2 separate regions of the Ovis aries genome follow, and region 2 is linked to region 1. The links are chromatin contacts, called in public Hi-C maps. All regions are on one chromosome and are shown on one strand. The core of a region is the stretch at or near the end of the contact, and the rest is flanking DNA. Distances in the headings are between cores, read along the strand shown.

Evidence for each region. A called contact is a pair of places that touch in the nucleus more often than the background predicts.
Region 2: a contact with region 1 is called in a Hi-C map of tail adipose tissue, with 1.7 times the contacts expected there. The contact joins the promoter of FKBP5 here to the enhancer-like site in region 1. A contact is called at or near these places in 3 of 16 Hi-C or Micro-C datasets (hypothalamus, skin fibroblasts and tail adipose tissue).

Annotation. Positions count from the first base shown.
Region 1 is chr20:9,713,851-9,716,550 of ARS-UI_Ramb_v3.0, reverse strand. FKBP5 (FKBP prolyl isomerase 5) reads left to right here. Exons shown (of 11, transcript XM_060403119.1): 7 at 800-890. LOC121817390 (a long non-coding RNA gene) reads right to left here. Exons shown (of 3, transcript XR_006057275.2): 3 at 454-1,555. Among named protein-coding and RNA genes, the nearest start is that of FKBP5, 110 kb to the left of the region's middle. Within about 2 kb of position 1,335, at least 16 of the 54 cell types and tissues checked have an H3K27ac peak or open chromatin away from gene starts, as enhancers often do. A contact at or near this core is called in tail adipose tissue, where this site is marked.
Region 2 is chr20:9,820,445-9,823,144 of ARS-UI_Ramb_v3.0, reverse strand. FKBP5 (FKBP prolyl isomerase 5) reads left to right here and starts at 1,369. Exons shown (of 11, transcript XM_060403119.1): 1 at 1,369-1,478.

The sequences.
Region 1 (2,700 bases), core at 86-2,585:
AAAAACAAATTTCTATATCCTCAGTAATTGTATTCAGTAAGTTTTGGCTAAAAAATGCAGTGTTTTGTAGAGTTACAGCCAGGGAGCTATGGGAATGCAGTGCAGGGTATTTCTCTTGATGAGGCCTTAGAGCTTGCTGGGGCTGGTTTTTTAAATTATATATTTTGTGTTTTCTATTATGCTTTCTAAAAGTCTTGAAGAAATACTGTGAGGATATATATCCTTTCTGGTGTGTGATCCTTTTCCCCCATTTATCTGACTGGAAATGGCACTTCTGGAAGGGGACAGCATTTTCAAGTTAAAAGCTCATTAAAACATAACTCTCCCACATAGCACTATAACAATTATAGTGTCTGTCTTCTCTAGGTCCTGATGAAGCTTCAGCCCTGATAGTCAAATAGTGGCTGTTTTTTAAAAAAGAACTAGATATAAAATCAAGCAGAGAAAAAGACAATCAAATAATGGCTTTTTTATAAAAAGAACCAAATATAAAATCAAGCAGAGAAAAAGACAGTGACATTTACAGTTATATTAAGCAAGCTGTCCCAAGGAGTCCAGGTGTTGCATCACAGAGGAATGTAAGGAAGAAGACTAAATGGAGCCTGGCTTCTTAAAAACCACAGCAGCGGTACTTGGCACCGTATGTTCTGACCAACATCTGGTTTATCTTCAGGGTCTCTGATGTGTGTAGTTTGCAAATGAGAGCTCTATGCTAATGTGATGCCTCAAGATACCGAAGGAGGTGCCTGGAAATAGACCAGTTCTTTAAAGTTGTTTTTTTTTCCCCTCTCCATTTCAGATATGGTTTTGGAGAGGCAGGGAAGCCTAAATTTGGCATTGAACCTAATGCTGAGCTTATATATGAAGTTACGCTTAAGAGCTTCGAAAAGGTGAGAAAATACCAACTTCTCTGAAATCATGACAGATTTTCTTCTCCATCTACTTCCTGTAAATTAGTATCTGACATTACCAGATGGTATAGATAGATGGTATTTGTTTCTGTGTCATGCTTTCCATGACCAAGTTTGTCCCCTGTCTCTGATGCTGCTCCTAAAGCACCGGACAACTGATGCAGCACAGCTGATACGCAACCAAGGAGCTCAGTGTTCTTATTTTGTTCCTATGTGTCAGCCTTTTTTTTATTATTATTAACTTTTTTGGGTAGAAGCCAAGACTTGTTCCCTTATTTGTTCCTAGACTTGTTCTTTTTGTACTTTTTTTCCTGGGTTGAAGACAAAAAGGTTCATGTTCTTGCCAAGCAGCTCCTTGGGGGAGTGGGGTGCAGTCTTCCAGGGCTGAACGGATTGTACCCTTCACAGGAGTTGCGAAGAGGCCGTCAGTGTGGCTCCAAGTTATTATCCAAAATACAAGGCTTCGTGGGCCACCAGGCTCCGTGACAAGGGACACAAGGAACAAATCTGTTGACCCTAGACCTTTTCTTTTCATACCTGTCCAAGTAGAAAAAAGTGTTGGCCTCAAGATCCAGAAATGGCACACCTCCTTGAGCATACTTCCATCTCAGATCCACCTCTGGAGGCTCCCGGCAGCAGCTTCCCTGGACAAACAAAACATTTGCCTGAGCTGGGTACACTGTCACATCCAGCTATGTCCCTGCCCCACCAAAGTCTCCCTTCCCTGAGAGCCTTGGGAGTGCATTTTGTAGACATCTTTCATTCCCTCCCAGCACTACCTCGATGTTCCTTACTTTAAGCTTTGACTAGAAACATGACCATTTTTATGTTATTAGACACAGAAAGGGAATCATTGTCCTGAGGGCCTCTTAATGTTGGGCTGAGAAAGAGGAGGACAGCTTTGGGATCCTCTCCTTATGGTGATGCTCCTAATCATAACACAAACACACACCTACTCTTTTCACGGCTATTGCCTGTTGTCAGGTAATGTCTTCTGAAGTCCTGATCCTCCAAAGTTGTCTTCACGGCACAAAGTGGTTTCACATAGGGGAAAGGGGATCTTTTGCACATGGTTATTTAGCCCTTTGGCTTTCTTGTTTCCATTTCAGTAAAGTAACCCCCACCCCTTCCCATCGTGGCCCTGTGGCCCTGGCCCACTTAGGCGCCCTCTCACTGCTGAGTAGTACTGTAGTACACCACAGCAAGCCTGTGCTCAGTCACAGCCCCAAGGGCACATTTGAAACCACGTGATCAATCCACGAAGATACAACAGACCAACACAGGAGCACCTCAGTATATAAGGCAGCTGTTAATAGACATAAAAGGAGAAATGACAGTAACACAATCATAGTGGGGGACTTACATCAGTGACCAGATCATCCAGACAGAAAAATCATAAAACGCAGGCCTTAAATGACATGTGACAATTAAGACAAGAGGGACTTAATTGGTAGTTATAGAGCAGTCCATCCAGAAGCACAGAATACACATTCTCTTCAAGTGCACATGGAACATTGCCTAGGACAGATCACACGCTGGGCCACAGGGCAAGCCTTGGTAGATTTAAGGAAACTGAAACTGTATCGAGCATCTTTTCGACCACAGTGCTATGAGATTATACTTGAAACCGTGTGACAGTGTGTGATGATGTTGGTAGCAACATGATTTAATTTTGTTTTGTAATATTAAGAACAGATTTATAATCCACTGAAGCTTATCAGTAAATTGCCAATGGCTGTGTCAGTGCTTTTCCCCTAAAGGGCCTCTCAGATTGTTCTGTTGACCCTTT
Region 2 (2,700 bases), core at 120-2,619, 110 kb before region 1:
GCCTGCCAGGCTCCTCTGTCCATGGGGATTCTCCAGGCAAGAATACTGGAATGGGTTGCCATGCCCTCCTCCAGGGGATCTTCCCAACCCAGGGACTGAACCCGTGACTCTTGACGGTCGGGCCTTGGCAGGTGGGTTCTCTACCACTAGCACGCCACCTGAGAAGCCCCATTAAAATCACAGTAGATGCTTAAACGATTGGCATTAGTATGCAGAATTAATGCACAAATAAACTGTTTCAGTGACACTCTTTGGCATCTGGTAAAAAGGTAAGCTTCTAGGCCCTGAAGCAGGGCCTTTGCCCTCACTGAGGAGGTTTCAGCGTCAGCTCTAGTGGTTGTTTCTGCAGGTGGCACCTCTTGAAGGCAGGGATGGTTATTTGCAGAAGAAACTCTTCATAAATACCTAAATGACCCTAGGTGATATAGTGTTGAGGCCAGATGTGGAGTTAGGAGATGTTAGGTTTCAATAGGTGATTATTAAGCTCCACAGTTGTGGGACTTCAGGTTCCTGTTTCCTCAAGAATGAGATTGAGCGAGCCACTCCCTAAGGCCCAGGAGCTGCTAGCTCAGTCCCCTTCATCCCAATCTTGGTTTGGCCATTACACTCCAGGGGCCCTGAGCCCCCTCCTGAAGTCCAGCTGCTCAGCAGACCTACCCGTTGGCAGGCGGCAGAGAACACAGACATCTTTTAAGAAAACACAGAAATCCTCTGCTGTCTCAGTCACCTGGGATCTCATGTTTGAAAGGTAGAAGACGGAGGGAAAGCCTAGTCTTAACAGTCCCTGAGTGTCCAGAGGCAAGTGCTACGTGCTATGGTTTCTCCAGATGGGATTTTTTCCCCCCAGTTCCAAATGGACAATACCAGTTCCCCTGGTATTGTTTCCCGGGGCTAACCTAGCTTGCTTACCTGACGCAAACAAGCCTGGCCTGCCCCTCTCCTTCCGCGAATCAGGTCGGGTGGGCGGACAGGAGGGCAGAACTGTCAGAGAGAGGTCCCAATGTGAAGTCCACTAGCTTGCTTGGGCATTAGTTTCCCCGGAGGTAAGGGATGGAGTGAGGGGGCGTCGTTCAGTTTCCTCCCTCTCTTCCCTACAGCGCCCACAAAGGGGCAAGGGCCAGACACGTGGGCTGGCGTGGGGGAGGCGGAGGTTACACCAAGGCGGAGGTGCAAATGGCCGGGGGCGGGGCCTTATTTGCATGGACGGCGTTCGGCCGCCAATCGGGATAGGAGGAGCGACAGCCCGCGCGTCTTTTGGGGCGGACTGACAGCCCCGGGGCCCTATGGGAGGCGGGTCCTGCGGCCCGCGGGGGCGGGACTGCGCCGGGCGCTGCCCGGGGGGACTCTGGCCGCTTCGCGGGCGCTGCCAGTCTCCGGCGGCGGCGTCCGGCGCGCTGGCGGCCTGCTGGGCGGGCTGAGGGGCTGGCGGCGCGCGGCTGAGGCAGAGCGACAGAACGGGCGAGCCGCCACGGCGACAGGTACCGGCGCCATGGCCACGGGGGGGATGAGGCGGGGTGGCCGCCCGGCCCCGGGAGCCGCGTTCCCTCCTTCGCGGTCCTGCCGCCGCTGTGCCGCTTCCTCACGCGGCGCCCCAGCCCGGGAACCGCGCTGCGGGGCGGGCGGCGCCGAGACGCCTCGGAGCGGGCGCGCTGGAGGCGCCCAGGCTCCCCCGCGGGAATCCTCTGCGCCCCGCCGGGCGAGCGGGGCCGGGGCTCCCTTCGCCTCCGGGAGGCGCGGAGCCGGGCGGCCGCGGGAGCGGCTCCCCGCCCCTGCCGCGCTCTCCCTTGGGAAGACGAGGCCGGTCGCGCCCCGCTGGTCCTCACTCGGCTTTTTTTTTTTTTTTTGGTTTCCCGCCCTGGGTAACAGGTCCCGGCTCCGGCTCCTGTCTCGGCGGCCCCCGACTCGCCCGCGGCCCGGCGCCCGAGAGCCAGGCGGCCCGTGAGCCGCGGCCGCCGCGAGCGGGAGAGAAACTTCGGTCTCCCGGGCCCGGGCGGCGGGAGAAGTGGGCCGGCGGTGAGCCGTGCGCCGGGACGCATCGCGGCCGCGATGGAGCCTCGCTCACCTGGCGGGCCCGCCGAGGGGAGGGATAACGGAGCGTCCCGCCGCAGCCGCGGTCCCCGGCTTTCGGTCTGCGCTCCCGGGGCGGTGGGTGTGGATATACGCGTTCCCCGTCTTTCACCTGCCGCCCCGGGAGGGGGACCAGTGACTGGGAACACGGCCTCCCCGCCCTCGACTGCCGGTAAGAGGGGACCGGGGCAGCGCCGTTCCAACAGGTGATTATCCCAAGTGCCAGGTGAGAGCCACTGAAAAGTTGTTTCAGGGTTCGGTAATTCAGTTCTCCGGGGGCTTTGTAACGCCTTCTCCCATAATGATTTTTTTTTTTTTAAGGTGTGCTGACCGCAGTATAGGAGTCAAAAACTAGTATTGCTTGGGGTGCGGGGTGGGTGGGGAAGGTGGGGAGTGTCGCCAGCGGGTAGATTGCCTTCTTTCCATTGACTTGGCCGGGAGGAACATCTTAGTTTAAAAATCGGTTTCTGCAGTGGTGGTGAAAGCATGCATAGTAAGGTACAAGTTGTAAATGGAGAATGCAGAGCTCGAGATATCCTTCGCTGTGGTTCAGGACAGAGTGTACAACGTTTGGCCGCCATTCAGTAAATTCTGCATGAAGCAGTTTGAGCTCGTGGTTTTGGATTTACTTTA